3 separate regions of the Sus scrofa genome follow, and all the other regions are linked to region 1. Evidence: chromatin contacts called from public HiChIP or PLAC-seq data. All regions are on one chromosome and are shown on one strand. The core of a region is the stretch at or near the end of the contact, and the rest is flanking DNA. Distances in the headings are between cores, read along the strand shown. Region 1 has its middle 310 kb from the start of CLIC5. Region 2 overlaps RUNX2 (runt-related transcription factor 2). Region 3 overlaps RUNX2 (runt-related transcription factor 2).

The links. HiChIP or PLAC-seq counts read pairs in DNA pulled down with a chosen protein or histone mark.
Region 2: a contact with region 1 is called in an H3K27ac HiChIP or PLAC-seq map of alveolar macrophages. The contact joins two enhancer-like sites. A contact is called at or near these places in 2 of 47 Hi-C or Micro-C datasets (embryonic fibroblasts and mesenchymal stem cells) and 1 of 2 datasets of contacts at active chromatin or transcription factors (alveolar macrophages).
Region 3: a contact with region 1 is called in an H3K27ac HiChIP or PLAC-seq map of alveolar macrophages. The contact joins two enhancer-like sites. A contact is called at or near these places in 16 of 47 Hi-C or Micro-C datasets (adipose tissue, alveolar macrophages, blood and 11 more) and 1 of 2 datasets of contacts at active chromatin or transcription factors (alveolar macrophages).

The regions. Positions count from the first base shown.
Region 1 is chr7:40,498,183-40,501,275 of Sscrofa11.1, reverse strand. No RefSeq gene overlaps it. Among named protein-coding and RNA genes, the nearest start is that of CLIC5, 310 kb to the left of the region's middle. Within about 2 kb of position 1,500, at least 7 of the 83 cell types and tissues checked have an H3K27ac peak or open chromatin away from gene starts, as enhancers often do. A contact at or near this core is called in alveolar macrophages and retroperitoneal adipose tissue, where this site is marked.
Region 2 is chr7:40,230,137-40,233,335 of Sscrofa11.1, reverse strand. All of the region lies in intron 5 of RUNX2 (runt-related transcription factor 2), which reads right to left. Among named protein-coding and RNA genes, the nearest start is that of SUPT3H, 71 kb to the right of the region's middle. Within about 2 kb of position 1,870, at least 40 of the 83 cell types and tissues checked have an H3K27ac peak or open chromatin away from gene starts, as enhancers often do. A contact at or near this core is called in alveolar macrophages, where this site is marked.
Region 3 is chr7:40,203,988-40,207,377 of Sscrofa11.1, reverse strand. It overlaps RUNX2 (runt-related transcription factor 2), which reads right to left. Exons shown (of 8, transcript XM_005666074.3): 3 at 1,089-1,450. Among named protein-coding and RNA genes, the nearest start is that of SUPT3H, 45 kb to the right of the region's middle. Within about 2 kb of position 1,972, at least 39 of the 83 cell types and tissues checked have an H3K27ac peak or open chromatin away from gene starts, as enhancers often do. A contact at or near this core is called in alveolar macrophages and retroperitoneal adipose tissue, where this site is marked.

The sequences.
Region 1 (3,093 bases), core at 251-2,750:
TGGTCCTCAGACATCAAGATGAAAGCCACGTGGGAGGTTTCAAAAGCTTTGATAATAACATCTGACTTCTCTCCTTGAACATCAGTTGTCACAGGGCCCCTTGTCCCCCTGTAAGCCAAACGTCCCCTGCTTGGCATGCATCATCATGGAGCCTCATAGCATCAGTTCAATACAACTTATTTAAAAAAACAAAACAAAACAAAAAACACCTTATAGAGTAACAGAATGAATAAACGGCCCAGACACGACACTTAACCCCTCTCCCTAAGTCAGCACTCCGAATGTGAATGCCGGGTGTGAGCCAGTCTACTCACCAACCCAGAGCCAGCTCAGCCCCACACTTAGGGAGGATTTCAGAGGCGCCAAGAAACCTACCCTGGGTGGCAGAGTTCCAATAACTTGTTCATTTTTTGACTGAAGGTAGCGGGAGTTTGGGGTTTTGTTTGCTTGTTTTTCCTTTTATTTATTTATTTATTTTTTTTGGAAAGTAATGGAAACCTTCCTTCAAGTGCCATCTTGCAGGGCACCCCATATAAAATCATAGCAGCAACTTCCTCAATCGCCTTTGCTATGTGCCAGATGTTTTAACTCATTGAGTCCAACAACAGCCCTTTAAAGACAGGTACCAGGTACTATTATGGTTACAATTTCCCAGATGAAAAAACCGAGCCACAATCAGTTAAGTGACCTGCCCAACGTCACGCAGCTGGAGTTCAAATCGAATGGTCAGGCTCCCGAGCCCACCCATTTCTGACCGTGCTTGGTGGCCCAGAGCAGAAGGGGTATATAAGCGGTGTGGCCCCGGTCAGAGCCCAGGAAGACAGCAGTATTTCCAGGCTCCAGGGGGTGATCTTCAGGCACATCCGTGGAAGGACTCCATGAAACACAATTCTGGAGCTCCCACTGTGGCGCAACAGGATCGGAGCATGTTGGGGCGCTGGGACACAGGTTCGATCCCTGGCCCAGCACAGAGCTGCAGCTACAGCTTAGGTCACAACGGTGGCTCAGATCTGATCCCTGGCCCGGGAACTCCGTGGCTGTGGGGTGGCCAAAAATAAATAAATAAATAAATAAATAATAACAAATTTAAAATCCCAATTCTAAAGCCTTTGCAGTGAGGTTTATCTACCAAGGGTCACTTTAAGATAACACCGCCTTCTTGGAAGGAGCGACATATCAGTGGATTCCTATAAGTGGTTTTCAAAAACCCATTCTAAGTCTAAGCAAGTGGTGATGGGGAGATCCCAGCCTCAGGGTAGGGATCTTAGCCAGGGCAGAGCTGAGTCCAGGGAGGGCTGGACCCCAGAGTCTGAACAGGGGGAGGAAAGGGAGACGGGAAACACAGTACTTCCAAGACCACCCTCCAGGACTGGCAGGTAAGCCGGAGATCAGGCTCAGAGTGAGTGCCTGTGAGACCCACTGGAAGGGCTCCGGGGCAGAAGGTCTTCCAGTGGCCGAGCACCAAACAGGGGGTAACTCGTGGCAGAGGCATAGCGTGACTAGGGCTATGGGAGGTGGGTGAGAAGGACAGTCTGATGTGAGCGTGTCAGGGCTCCCCGGAGGTGACACTCAGAGATTTCAGTTTCTATCTTGATCAAAATTTTGCAGTTTTCAAAAATGCAGAACCAATAGAACTGTGACTCATACTTCACAATTTGCCTGGCAAACTTACTGTATTATCATGATTCTGACAATGGTTTTCAGGGGTGATGGGACTTCAGGATGGAATATTTGGCATAAGAGGCATAAGGTCATGGGACAGGGGGGACGAACATGACCGCCACCTCAGGTCTTATGTCCAAGATCAGAAGCCATTGATGCACATGGGTTATGGGTTATGGATCTCAGTGGACCTGGGAGTACAAGTGTTAATGGAGCCACGTGCATATTTTTGGTCTGCTTTTTAATCAGCTCGGACCCACACTGTCATCCTCTCTAACATCACAAGATGAATTACCTGGGGCTCATCGTTTTAAGAGAAAAAGGGGGGGAGTTGAAATTTGAATGTCAAAAGAGTTGGCATGTGAGTAGAAACTTCCGAGATAATGTAATTTAAGAGCTGATGAACTTATTTTCAGACTAGAAATAGATACACAGACCTAGAAAACCAATCTATGGTCCCCAAAGGGAAAAGGGGGTGGAATTGGGGATTAAGAGATACACACTATTATATATAATAGAAGTAACAACAAGTGCCTACCAGATAGCACAGGAAACCACATTTAATATCTTGTAATAACCTATCATGGAAAAGAATATGAGAAAGGACATTCTATTTATATCTATGTATATGTATAACTGAATCACTTTGCTGTACACCTGAAACACTGGATATCAACTATACCTCAATAAAAAAATAAAAATTAAAACTAAAGAGCTGCTGGTACTTCGAATTAAATCTTGACACTTTAAAGGAGCAATGAAAGTACCACGTGAAGCTGAAAAAAACACAGTTCTGCCCTTTGGTTTCTGTGAAATCAAGTTGAAAAGTCTAGAGTTTCTTGTGGGAGCAGTGGACTTGGGAAACCAAATCTGGTCACTATGACATGGTACCTAGCATCGTGAAAGCAACAGAAGAGATAATCGATTATGTGTTAAACGAATGAATGAATGATAAATGCACATATGCACACACTCAAATATATAGTGTGTACAAGCTGAGATACAGAGCTCTCAGTCTTATTATACTTAGGGACCATTTTCCAATCTAAGATTTTGCCGGTATTTGTTCCTTTCAAAATGCAGTCATTAATCTTAGAAATGAGTTTATACTGAAAGAGAAACTACTTTCTATCTTGCATTTGTTCAACAACTTCACTTAGATCTCAGTGACATTGTCTACATTTCCAATCCCCAGAGCACCAGTGGGCTGTTCAGGCTCAAGGCAAAGGTCATAGTTTCCAATATCTCACACCATCACGTTTTTCACTCTCTCTCAGGGGCTTTTGTGGAATAGAAACTATTATTAACTAAGAGACTAGTTCTCATTAGAGGATGATTCATTTGAGTAGCCTGAAACTAGTATTTGGTGAATTGTCTACCTATACATTGGGAAGGCACTGGGACAGACCCTTAATCGTTATTTCATCTAAC
Region 2 (3,199 bases), core at 621-3,120, 270 kb after region 1:
TGCCTGCCTACCTGGCTCTCTATTTACTTCTGTACCCAGGACATGGCTGATCTGTCTCCCTTTATCTCCCCAAGTCTCCTCCTAATAAAGGATTCTAGACTTTTTTTTTTCCAGCATGGCAGAGATTGAGCCCAAGCCCTAGCAATGAAAGCACCAAGCCCTTAACCACTAGGCCACCAGGGAACTCCGACTTATTCTTTACCTTAATATGAATTTAAGTCTGAGTTATCTTTTCCAGAGGTGTCTGGATGTAAGCTGTACTCCTGGATTTTAATGATGAACTTTTGTCTATAAGCAAAGAATCTTGTCACCAGGGCACAGCAACAGAGAAATCTGGGAGAGACACAGGCAGTCCTTCCTCTGCTCCTAAGCACTGCAGCCCAAATTCAGTCTCCCACTTGCTTACTTCCTTCAGACTCTTAACTGTCACATATAACCTTGAATTGATATTTTCAACGGATGTGCTTTTTTATGCACTCTCTCAATTTCCAAGAATTATCAAAAAACATGAGCAATCCTTTTCTTTTCTCTTCTTTTCTTTTTGGCTTTTTAGGGCCACACCCCCAGCATACAGAAGTTCCCGGGCTAGGGGTTGAGTCAGAGCTACAACTGCCAGCCTATGCCACAGCCACAGCAACCCAGGATCCCAGCCGTGTCTGCTACCTACACCACAGCCCACGGCAATGCCAGATCCCTGACCCATTGATCGAGGCCAGGGATCAAACCCGCATCCTCATACATACTACTCAGATTCATTTCCACTGAGCCACAACAGGAACTCCAAGCAATTATTTTCCACACTTGCCTACATACAAGCTTCTGAGATTTTATGGGAAGACCAAAGATCAGTTTTAGTTGACACATGCCAGGTAGGGACAAGTATGACTCCAAAGACCAACATTAGGAATCTTTTTCTCTCTGTTATTTTAAAGTATTTCCCAGTCTCCTCTGGTCCAGCCCTTCCTGAAGAAAATGCTACAGTACAAACAAAAGAGAAGTAGTTCAGTAATCTACCAGGAATTCTCCTGGGAAGAAAAACTTCTTTCTTATAAAATAAATAAAGCCCCCCCCCAGTATGTTTTCCTCTCAAGTCCCTGTTTTAAGAATGAATGATTTCTGACTTTCAATGCGACAGAAACGGATGACACACTGGGATCCAGTCTGTGTGTCTGCAGAGCCCACATCGCTTGAAAACCTGCCATGCTCGATTTAGTTACAAGTCAATATAGCCACGGCAACCCCTGTCTGTGGACAAGGTGCTCTCACTGGGCAAGCCGCAGTCCTTGCAAACCCATGTCCAACACAGTGAGAGAGCACATGCGGGGCTGGGGAGGCAGGCGGGGAGTGCAAAGGAGGGACGCGAGCATGTTTTAACGGCTGCGATAATTTGCCATGAAAGGATGTGAAGGCCGGGCTCCTTGCTGCAGCATGCCATGTGCTGCTGACTTCAATTACTGCCCTGCCGTCTGCGAGCGGAGGAATGTGTAAACAGGCCATATAGCCTTGCATCAGTTCCACAGAATGTTGCACAACACAAAAATGCCTCTCGATGTGTCATTTCCTTCTTGGCCATCTTCCCAGCTCCTGACAGTCAGTCAACAGAAGAAAAAAAAAAAAAAAAAGGGGGGGGGACTAAAAGAGATTTAAAACTGCTCTTCTCAAGAGTACATGCTACCAGCCAGCAGACTCACCTCCACCAGCGCTTCTGGCTCCCCCTCACCATCCTCCTTCAGGAAAGGGGGAAAAAGGAACTGTTGTTTGAACTGTTCTTATTCTCTTAAGCCAAAGATTTTCCACGATGTTCTGTAGGCTAGGGCCCAAATGATTCATGTTTATGACCATCCAACTGCTGCGTGTGTTTGCTGACGCATAAGTATCCACACGTAGCATTTACCCATCATGTCCATGCCTTGGGCTCTTCGGAGGAAAGGAAGAACCAGGGGGAAACCGCAAGTCAAGAAGTTAAGGGCTCCTGAGTTCCCGTTATGGCTCAGTGGTTAATGAATCCGATTATGAACCGTGAGGTTGTGGGTTCGATCCCTGGCCTTGCTCAGTGGGTTAAGGATTAGCGTTGCAGCATTGCTGTGGCTGTGGCGTAGGCCAGCAGCTACAGCTCCGATTAGACTCCTAGCTTCGGAACCTCCATAGGTCTCGGATGCAGCCCTAAAAAGACCCCCCCCAAAAAATGTTAAGGGCTCTTTGGCAGCAACACGGATGGACTTGGAGAGCATTCTGCTAAGTGAAGCAGTCAGACAGAAAGGCAAATACTGTATGATATCACTTATACATGGAATCTGAAACAATTCAGCAAACTAGTGAATAAAACAAAAAGGAAGCAGACTCACAGAGAGAACAAACGAGTGGTTACTAGTGGGGCGAGGGGCAATATAGGGGTAAGGGAAAAAGAAAAGGGTTAATATGGGATTAGGTGAAATCACATGCATAAAACTTTTGAAAACTGTATAGCACTACAGATTTTAAAGACTCTTTCGTGCAATAAAAAAAATTGATTTCCCACTTAAAAAAAAAAAAAAGTTCATGCCTTTTCTACTCATGCCTCCCACCAAAGACTGAAACTCATGCCTGCGGCATCAAGAGTACAGCATGAAGCTTACCGAGGGTTTTGCAAATCATCTTCACAAACGGCAAGAACGCGAACACAAGAACTGGGTCCAGCCTGGATCAAAGAGCCTGCAAACAATCCTTCTGCCATCCCTCCATCCAACACACTTTACGTGGCCCCCATCTTCCTGCTCATGGGACCAACCTCTATAAAAGCATCCACCACTGACAAATAAGCAAGGGTCAAAGGCCAGCCACCATCAAAAGCCTATTCCTTCACCCAAAGAGGGTGAAGAGGAGTGGAGAATAAAAGCCAGCTGCTGCAGACACCAGCTAGAATGAGGAAGAGAAAATGCCAAGCCTGTCACTCTCACCAGCTTTTACCAGGCTGCAGACCGGTCTCACAACTGGGTGGAACAGCAGGGGAGAAAAATGAGCCGGTTCCATGGGGAGGCGTCTCTGTTCTGATTAAGTCTGTTACCTTCCATTGATAAGGGAGAAACATCTGCCACCAGAAGCGCCACCAAGAATACAGAAGAATAAAATGTTCTCTGAAGAATTCCAAATGTGCTGATGCACTGGGCATAGGTGAGGAAGAGCAAGCAGGGAAAGAAAAGAGTTTGGCTGCAGGATGGAA
Region 3 (3,390 bases), core at 723-3,222, 290 kb after region 1:
CTCTGGGGTCCAAGTCCTCAAAAGTGAGAATAAGATGACTCGAATCGCACAGTCACCTCCGCTTTCAAGGCAGGCAAGCTGAAGGCATTTCACAGGTTTCCCTTCTCCCTCCCAGGCGCGGCGAGGCGGGGAGCGGGTCCCCGTGGAAGAGGCCGTCCAGCCCCCGCCCCCTTCCCTGGCCCGCGCCGCCTTGCACTTGAGGGTCTGGCGCCCAGGACTCGCGTACTCCCCGGCCTCTGGGCGCGGGGCGACCCCGGCTGCCTCGCCTTCCTCCCAGTAGCCGGAACAAGCGTGGGGCTGCAGGCGGAGAAAATGCCCCCGACCTGTCTCCCCTCACTCGCTCCCCGGGTACCTAAGTTTGCCCGGGACCCTCTCTGACTTCAGTCCGGCGGCCCACGCGCCGCCGCGGCAGCCGGCACTCGGAGCCCCTCCCCAGGCTCGAACTCCGGCGCCGGCACCCCACGAACACAGGCCCCCGAGCCCGAGAGGGGCCGGAGCCGCAGAGGCTCAAACGGGTGGGAGAAGGGGGCGCCGACACGGGCGGAGGGCGCTCGGTTTGGAGGGGAAAGGGTGGGAGCGCGCGGGATCCGGGGGAGGGGTGGCGCGGCAGCCTGAGGCGCAGGGCGGGCAGGGATGCTGGGGAGAGGGACGCGGGAGTCCGTGGGGAGAACGCTGGCGATACCCTGGAGTGGGGGCGGGGTGGAGCAAGTTCGGGCCGCAGCTCGGAGAGTGGGCACCTGGGGGCTCCTGGGGGAGGTAAGACGGCTCGGAGAAGTGGGTCAGAATGTTGGCCGGCAGGCTCCACGGGTGATGAACGGATAAAGAGAACCAGGGTTGAGGTGATGGCTGCGGGCACAGGTGGGAGAGGGAAGGATCTATCTGCACGGGGTCACTACGCCCGGAGCCCGCTGGCAGATCCGGAGGAAGAGGGCCAGACGGCGTTCCTTCGGGTCCGAGCCACCAAGATAGGAACCTTGGAGGCAGTACGGGTCCGGGCTCGGGCCCCCGCGGGCACGGAAACGCTAGCAGGCAGGTCCCGCGGCTCCGGGCAGGGGGCGGGGGGTGGGGGGGCGGCCGCAGCTTCTTACCTTGAAGGCCACGGGCAGGGTCTTGTTGCAACGCCAGTGCGAGGGCAGCACAGAGCACAGGAAGTTGGGGCTGTCGGTGCGGACGAGTTCGGCCGGGTGGTCAGCGATGATCTCCACCATGGTGCGGTTGTCGTGCGGCGGCCGCAACCGGGGCACGGCGGCTGCCGCTGCCGCCGCCGCCGCCGCCGCCGCCGCCGCTGCCGCTGCCTCCTGCTGCTGCTGTTGCTGCTGTTGCTGCTGCTGCTGCTGCTGCTGTTGTTGCTGCTGCTGCTGTTGCGCAGCCACCACCGGGCTCACGTCGCTCATCTTGCCGGGCTGCAGGCTGCTGGAGGGGGGGCTGAAGCGCCGGCTGGTGCTCGGATCTACGGGAATACGCATCACAACAGCCACAAGTTAGCGAAGTGGCCGGGGGAGGGGGAGGAGGGTGGAATGAGGGGCGAGGAGGAGGAAATTGGGGGGGTGGAGGCGAGACGGGGGAAAGGGGATGGAGGTGATGGGGCTGAGGAGGTGAGAAATCAAGTTCGATGAAGCAGACTGCCGGGCGGAGTCTGACGGGGGCCAGCGGTGGCGGTGCGGAGCAATCGGGTTGGCGGGTGACGAGACCCGGGAGGCGCAGATCTTGCTGGAGCCCTTGAAACACCCGGGGTGGCAGCTGCGAACGGGCACCAGGATGTGTTTGGCTCGGGCAGGCGGGAGACTTCACTTCGCAGCAGCTTGGAGTGGGGTCCCTTGGGGCACCGCGTCCTGGGTGCGCTGGCGCCCCCTCCCAGTTCGAGTCCGGCGGTTGAGCCCAGTGGGTTCAGCAGTCCAACCCAGAGGCCAGCATCGCCGCGCGCTGCCCGCCACCGCCGCGCCGCGCCACGAGCAGCTACGCAGCTGCTGGCGTCCGCGCCGCGCCGCCCGCCCGCCCGCGCCGCTGCTGCCGCCGCCGCTCTGCTGCGGCTGCCGCTCCCCCCGCGCCGGCTGCACACTCAGATTCCTCCCGCGGCGGCTGCCAGCCCGGCTCCCCGGCTCGGCTCCTTCCTTTCCCTTCTCCTCTTCTCGCCCTCTCACCGCTCCCTCCTCGCATCCACTCCCTCCAGCTCTTTGCAAAGCTCCCCTGACCCTCGCGCTTCGAGGCGCCAGGAGGTAAGTCGCGGGCAGCGGATCTCGGGGCAGCGGATCTCGAGCCTGCGAATCTCAGCCGCTGCCGCCGCCCGCCGGCCGCGAGAAGTAGCCCCCGGGACGCGGCGTGCAGCTTCCGAAGCCGAGAGAGGCGGCCCGGGTCTAGGGGGATCTCGCCTGGTCGCGTCCTCTTGCTTCTCACCCCCCTCCCCCCTAGAACCAGGAACCCCCTCTTGGTCGGAGGAGGTTGATGCTGAGACGCCAGAGAGCCTGCCGGCTGATCTGCCTGTCGTTATTTTTCGTTGTAACTTCAGGAGAGGAAGAAGGAAAATTCTTGAGCGTCTGTGCTGACTTCTCAGCACTCTTCACCCTTCCCCCACCCCATCCCCCCCCCACCTCTGCCGGAGCGGCTCCCAAGAGGGGTTAAAAAAAAGATTTTACAGAGTTTGGGTGTTTTTTGTCTTAAGCGACTCAAAAAAATTGGGATGGAGGGGACATTTGTCAAAATCGTTTTTAGAAACTCAAACTGTGGGTAGCCGGACACTTTTTTCTTCTATATTCAAACTTGTTCCTAGAGAACAAGGATGAGTTTCTTTAAGGACTGGAAAACTATCAACTTGATGATTAAAATAAGTTGCTAAAACCCTTGCGGGGAGGGGGGGAACCCCAGCAGTTTTCCATGAATCTCAATCTATTAATAAGTCTATTCTGCATCTAAAACTTGGTCTAATGTCTTAACTTCCCCACCACCACCACCACTCCCAAGGAAAAAAAATTAAAATACGAAATAAAATATTCAAAATGCTTCGATGGCTATTTATTTATGTATTTATTTCCCAGTGTGGGTTTAAAAAGCGACTTTGGATCCCCCCAAAAGTTGTGGTCGAAAGGATGAAGGAGCGCAGAAAAAAGGCGGCAGTTTTACCTAAAATGTGGTTTTTGGAGGCTGGGATTTCTAATGATTAGGTTTTTGTGGTTTATATAGACACGACTCTGGCTAAGGCGATCATTACACTGATGAGAGTCAGAAGCACGTGGGTGTCTCCGACCAGCCTCAAACTCTGAGCCTTCAAAACAAATAAAACAATGTGCGGCGCCCGCAGAAGCCGGGAAATCCGCTTGAGGGTATCGCACCCCTAAGAAGGGGGCACAGGGCCGTTTCCCCTCCTCCTAGAATACTTGCTGTCAATCTCCTTTA